2 separate regions of the Gossypium hirsutum genome follow, and region 2 is linked to region 1. A link is a contact called in public Hi-C data. All regions are on one chromosome and are shown on one strand. The core of a region is the stretch at or near the end of the contact, and the rest is flanking DNA. Distances in the headings are between cores, read along the strand shown.

Evidence for each region. A called contact is a pair of places that touch in the nucleus more often than the background predicts.
Region 2: a Hi-C map of leaf shows a contact between it and region 1, with 2.0 times the contacts expected there. The contact joins the promoter of LOC121225164 here to the promoter of LOC107887240 in region 1. A contact is called at or near these places in 5 of 34 Hi-C or Micro-C datasets (hypocotyl and leaf).

The regions. Positions count from the first base shown.
Region 1 is chrA03:64,268,273-64,271,982 of Gossypium_hirsutum_v2.1, reverse strand. LOC107887240 (mitochondrial outer membrane protein porin of 36 kDa) reads right to left here and starts at 2,246. Exons shown (of 7, transcript XM_041093681.1): 1 at 2,037-2,246; 2 at 1,890-1,957; 3 at 1,503-1,613; 4 at 1,227-1,313; 5 at 845-1,053; 6 at 364-676; 7 at 1-68. The coding sequence starts at 2,085. The coding sequence ends at 370.
Region 2 is chrA03:64,455,058-64,458,474 of Gossypium_hirsutum_v2.1, reverse strand. It overlaps LOC121225164 (protein TWIN LOV 1), which reads right to left and starts at 1,262. Exons shown (of 7, transcript XM_041109298.1): 1 at 1-1,262. The coding sequence starts at 357.

The DNA of each region.
Region 1 (3,710 bases), core at 997-3,496:
TGGAAAGGCCCCTTCCTTTTCCTATTGGATCCTCTTTCTTAAGATATTATAATTTCCTCATCCTCTGCCTGCCAAGTTTAATGACTGAAACAACTTAAGTAATAGCATGTAAGCAACATTTGCATTTCACAGATGAATAGGCTACAGCCTCGTTTTTTTAAACCAAAAAAAAAAAAAACACTGTACGCCCTAGCAAATTTAACATAACAAATTGCCAATTTCAGTTCGCCAATCACAATTATTTTTTCAATCCAAGATCATGAAAAATCCGTCAAAGAACATTATTACTCTCCCGAGTCTTCCAGACTTCCGGTTTCAACAATCAAAAGTAAAGGCCTCCCTTCATTCAAACAATGATATTACCTTTCCCTACGGCTTGAGTGCCAACGCCAGCCCGACTTTAGCACTCTTTTCAATTGCTCTGGTGTCCACCTCTCCAGAGATAGTGAAGAGGGATTTTGGGCGCCACTCATGCTGGATAAGAGCACTTGCTCTGCCGTAGTTGTTCAGTCGAGTCCTCACTGTGGTCAACGGGTCAAGAGCATGCTGTGTACCGATTGTGAGAGTGTTCTCATTACTTGAAAAGCTATGGGTCAGCTCCGCACCAACCGCTGTGTTCGTCAATGGGCTAACAATGTGGTAGTAGGAAGCATTAAGAGTGTCACCTTTATCATTTCTGTGGTTATCGACAAATTAACCTCATCAAAACCACAAGCACAATAACAGAATACATGCACAAGCTACAGAAAGAAAAAACCAGTTTACTGGAAGTTCCATATGAAAATATGGATATGTGAATAAGTAAACTAAAAGTTAAAGCCAACTCCGCCGAGGAACTACATACAATGTTAGGGAAGCAATGAGGTCAGAATGGGTGAAATTCAGCCCAGCATTCAATTTGGTAAAGTTTCCACTGGCGGTGTCAAATGAGAGATCAGTCCCCACTGAGACACAATTGTTTCCAACCACCCCAGAGAAGTTAACAAGGGGATTAGCATTCAAACCAATGCTAGTGCTTATGCCGGCATATTCATGCTGGTATTGCAGTTCCACCTGTCACAATAATGACAAAGACCATGTCATGACCACATGATGAAACCTATAAGTTTACAGAAGTAAATGACAAACATAGCTACAGCTAGCTACCTAAACCAGGATGTAGAAAATGTTGGCATTATTAAAAAAAAAAAAAGGAAGTTAATGGCATGAGTAAGGAAGTCTATTACCTTGCCAGACCTTTGATCAGGGACAATAAAACTAAAGATTGTCTTCAATCCAGGTGCAGGTTCATCAACAGTAACAGTGGCAAAAAGCTATTGAAAAAAAAAAACAGAATGAGATAATACTTAAGCCAAGACTGAATTCACCCGGACAATGAGTAAAAACAGTACAAGACCAAAACATTGCTTACCTTTGTATTCATCGTAATGAGATAGCATGCAATGATTATATGAACACGACCTTTAAAATTCGAAGACTTATCTAATTGTTCTACAACTTACATTAGACTTAGTGTCAACTTTGACATTGGTTGTGATGTTATTGTTCTTCAGCTCAGTACTTACATCAGCCAAAAGCAGTTCACCTTTCTTAATCCCAGTTGATGTGATTGCCTGACATAATTGAAAAGGGAAAAAATGAGCCAAAATCATAAATCTCTAGATCAATCATAAATTCATAAGATCAGATATTCATGCGAGCGTATTGGAAAAAATTATATACAAATAAGAGAAAAAAATTCATATACAAATTAATAGGCTTTGCTAAAATATGAATTACGAATTCGTTTATGACAAAGAAAATAAATTAAAACAATCGGAACTGAAGAGAGCAGATGTTTCACCATATCATCTGGAATATTTAAAAATAAAATTAAAAGAAAAACTCACGACTCCATTGGAGGTATAAGTAGTGACAGTGAACTTGTGGTCGGCCTGGTAATCCTTGTAAAGAATATCTGAAATTAAAACAAAAACAAAAATGAACAAAGGAAGCTGAAATGAAAAATAAACTATAAAAGGAGAAAAAAACTTCACCTCTAGGCTTTTTTCCGATATCGGAGTAGAGACCAGGTCCTTTCCCCATGCTTGATTTCGCCGAGAAAATGGAGAGGAAAGTGAGAAACGAAGGCTGGTTGCGAAAGACAGGGATGGAAAAGAATAATAATAATAATAATAATTGAAAAACCGTTTAATTTGAAAATAAAAGGAGTTTTATGGACCGTTGATCATGAAGTGAGAAAGCCTTGGCCGCTGATATCAGGAATGGGCACATTGGGCAATTCGTCGCCTGATCACGTTTTTAAGTAGAAGTCTATTATTATTAGGATAAACTACACAAATGGTCATCTAATTATACCCACATTCTTATTTTAGTCACTTAATTTTAAAAATTTTCAATTTAGGCACTAACATTTGAATTATTTTTAGTTGCTCCCATGTTAATTTTTAACTGTTATAATAACACATTTAGTCCTCAATACTTACATATTCTATTAATTTGATCCTAATTTTAAATAATTAAATAAATTTAACCTTTCATATTTACAAATTCTATCAAATTGATCCTTAAACTTTCTAACCAAAGCTTCTAGCTTTCAAAGCAAAGGCAATCCACATCTATTAATTGTTTTATTTAGGTTGAAATTATCCAATTAATGTACATAACCCTTTTTGTTTATATTTTTAAGAAGTTAGTGTTCAAAATGAACTAAACACTATTAAAATAATAGAAAATAAAAAATTTAAAAATATATTATATAATAAAATTATATAATAATTTAATATTTGTAAGAAATAAATTTTCACTCTACTAGAATAATTTTAGTTTTTAATTAATTTGATAAATAATTTAACACTAAATTAGATTATTAATATATACTACTTATTGTGGATTTAAAAATTAAAAATAAATAGTTACATGATAATCTTTTAATCAATTTATAAAATTTTAAAAAATTAATGAACAAAAGGATATTCAACTAATTCTTTCATTTTTTTCTTATGATATAATTATTGATTTAACAATTGGATTTTTCAAAGCCATATTTTTTAGCTCTGAATTTAATTTTCAATTTCCAGAACCTACTTCGAGGACTATTTCTATGTACTTTGAAAAAAATGTCATATTGTTAACAATAAGAGTAAATCTAAAGTGTTCTTTTTAACCTTTTTTTCCATTTTCTTTAGTCAAATTTTTATCAATAAAAGCGCTATACAATACTATATTTAGAAGAAAACTAATGAAAATAAAGAGAAAGGGAGAGAAATGTTCAAGATAAACCAATTGGTATCTAAAATTGGCTCAGAAAATGGCTCATTAGTTGAGAGAAGTTTTTCTTTTTTTCTTTTTGGGTTTTACAAATTTATAGATGTGGATTGCCTCTATTTTAAAAGTTGAAAGCTTTGATTAGAAAGTTTAAAGATCAAATTGATAGAATTTGTAAAAGTGAATAGTTAAGTTTATTGAATTATTTAGAATCAAGCGGGTGACCAAAACAGGAACAAATTCAAATGTTAGTGCCTAAATTGAAAATTTGAAAGTTGGATGACAAAACTAGAAACGTGGGCATAGTTGAGTAATGTTAGAATTAAGTGATCCGAATCCTTATTTAAATAAAATACAGTGGTAAAATAAAATGAAAGTAAAATTCTTATAGAACTACACTTTTTATTATTATTTTAAAATAAGGTTTTTTAAACCTTAATAAA
Region 2 (3,417 bases), core at 13-2,512, 190 kb before region 1:
TTCTTTGCCAAAAACCGGACTCATATGAAACAACATCCAAAACGGCGTCCCGTCTTTACGATAATTCACCAAATTCACTTGAACATCCCTCTCTTGTCGAATCGCTTCGCTTATTTCCATCACCGTTCTCCGATTGGTTTTGGGGCCCTGAAATATCTTGCCGTTTTGGCCGATCACTTCTTCTAGGGAATAACCCGACATTTTTAGGAAGCCCCGGCTGGCAAAAACGATAGGGTGGCCTGAAATAGAAGGATCGGTGATGGTGAAATTGTCGGGTAGTTCGTCGAGAGCTTCGCGAACCCATTGGGAGTAACGGGTATTGAAAGATTGTTGGATTAAACCCAATTTAGAATCCATCTTCGTCGTTGTTGGCGTTGTTTTTTAAGACCTGCGATTCTGGGTTTCGCGGTTGGAACCAATCCCATGTGGGTAGTAATATATTTGAAAGAAGTTTGAAGAATTCGCAGACTGAAAATATCAAAGAAAAAAAGCAAAAGACAGGAACCGAGAACAGAAAAAGCTTTAAAAATTCTAAAAATTACTAGGAGAAGGTGGAAGAGTATTGAATGTAAAGTTGATTAATAGTAATGTTTTGTCTTTTAGAAGCAAACTCTGTGTGTGTGGGAGTGAGTAAGGTGAAAAGGAAGAAAAGGAGTGGGTGTGAGAAGTGGGAAATTGGGAAAATATCTTAGGAAATCAAAATTAGGAGCGAATGAACAACGATGCTTGAGCAATTCCAATCAATCGTTTTTCTTTTTTGGTTTTTTGCCTTTTGGCTTCAATGAATGAATATTTGTGATGATTGGGAGTTGCCCAGTTGGAGAATCATCTACCTCTACTATTACTATTGCAAACTATAAACCACAAACTAGGAGCCTGGAAACAAAAAGCAGAATGCAGTCAAGCATTACATTTCCATAGTTAATTTGATTGGCTTCGAACAACTTGACAATTGATGTGATGGATTTTTTTCTATAATCCAACAAAAATGGTAAGATTAGTATTAAACATTTAGATGAGAGATCATATGAATTAAGAGTGAAGAAAACAAAAGAGAAGGGCCTCTCACAAAGTATAAAGGTGGAAGGTTCCCAACCAATTTACGCTACAAATCCAACCAAAATCCCTCCTTTTCAATGTCTTACAAATTCCACTTTTGTTTAAAATTAAAATAAATTCATTTTTGTATTAAAATTTTCATTCATTTTCACTCAAATCTATTCCATTACCCTATTTCTCTACTCAAAACAGAATGCCCCCCCCCCCCGCCCCTTCTTTTATTCAATTATTATTGACCCCAATGCAACAAAATATAAAAACTTCCAAAGTTGAATTATATAATTTGTCTATAGCCATTTTATTTCTCCAGGCTGAGACAGGGAAAGAAAGAAAAGCCGAGGTGGCACAATTCTCTCTCATACTTATCCTTTTAGCCGCGTCATCTCATTGTCATTCTTTTCTTAACTTATTATTTTTCAAGTTACAAGAAACCGAGTCAAATCACATTCATTTTCCTGATGTGTTTTTGGTACTCAAATGTTAAATGTCTACTCATTTAATTATTTTTATATTTATAGTTTACAACAAAACTACACAATGCATACTTATTCCCTTTTATTTTAAAAAAATTAACCGAGGTTGGATTGCTTATTTACAAGATCAATTTTAGTGGAAAACACAAAATACCTTTAGTTAATTACTATTATTCAATTACCCTTTTTTAATTATTTTAAAACATATTCATGAAGTAAGTGAAAATAATAAAGAAATTATATAAATTAATAATTAGATTTCAATGAAAATAACAAAATTAACAATTTAAATAATTATCTTCTCTATTAGATTTAAGAAATTTTATAATTACTTAAATAAAAATTTAAAATTTTCTAAAAAATATATTTAAAAATTTCATTATAAATATTATAAAACAATTAAATAATTTTTTTAATTTATACATATAACCATGTGCAGGCAAACAAACTAATCATATTATATTATATTATATTATATTATATTATGACACATTCATGACAAAATTGACATCTTAAAAGTTTGAAGTCTTGTATTGAAGTGTTGTCATAAGTGTTTTAGTTTGAATTTAAATTAATTTTAATAAATTTATTGTAAAAGTATAGAAATTTCAAAGCCATATAATAATATTTATTAATTGTTTTAGAATTTCAGTTTTTAATATTTTTTTATTAAGTTAATATCAAGTTAATTCGTAATATTAACTCAATAAAATAGTTAAATAATAGTATAGATTATATTTTAGGGATAAATCTTAAAATTATATATGAACTTTGATCTAATATATGATTTAATATATAAACTTTGATTTGGTGTAATTATACACATAAAAATTTGATTTTGGTTCAAATTTCTATATGATACTTTAAATTTTATATTTTATTTAATCATACACATTTAAAGAAATAAATACATTAATTTATTTTTATAATAGATAAATATAATTATTTATGTATGCAATACATAACTATAAAATGATGTTATATCAATAATTGTGTTAATAATTTGTGAGAATTGAATCCAATCAAAATTTCATATTTAAAATTGCACTTTAGACCAAAGTTCATGTATAATTTTGAGATCTATTCCTATAGCCTAATATAATGTGTACATTAAATGTAATTTATTTTAAAGTTAATTTATGTATGTTTATTTTTAATAATTTTTCATAAATAATAATTAATTATATTTTATTTTTATCTTCTTTATTTTTTTTAAATTTTTTAATCACTTTTTTGTGCAAATACATATAAAATATTTTAGACTTAATTTTACTCAACTATATATTATCATTGAGTTGATTGCATTAAATTATTACTTTAAATAAAATAATTAAATCTTTTTGGAAGTTTAAGTAAATAGGAAAATAAATAAAATTATATGTTAATAAGTAAAGTAAATTTTGCTCAAATATTAGTTTGAAGTAACTTTCAACTTCCTAATTTTTATATTTATTTATTAATAGATGTGGAATACATCAAATATAAATTCGTACACTTAAATATAATGTGAAACAATAGTAAAAGAAGTAGGATCAATCTTACAGGAATTGATATATTTAAAACTGCGATCCATTTTAATCAGGACATGTAGTAAGTAATTTTCATGCTTATAACTTATGTCAACTTATACGAAAAATAAATGGGAATTAAATAAAATAAAATAAATAAATATGCAGTAAATAATTAGAACATAATTAAAAGCCGATGATATAAGGCTTCAGCTTCAAATTGATTTTTAATGATTTCAATGACTTTAAAGTCTGACAAATGAATTTATTTATTTTCTACATTTTTATAAAAAATATTTTAAAATCAGTTATTAACTAAATTGAATGAATGATAGTAATCTAAGTTGCTTCGACAACGAATCAATTATTTTCTACAT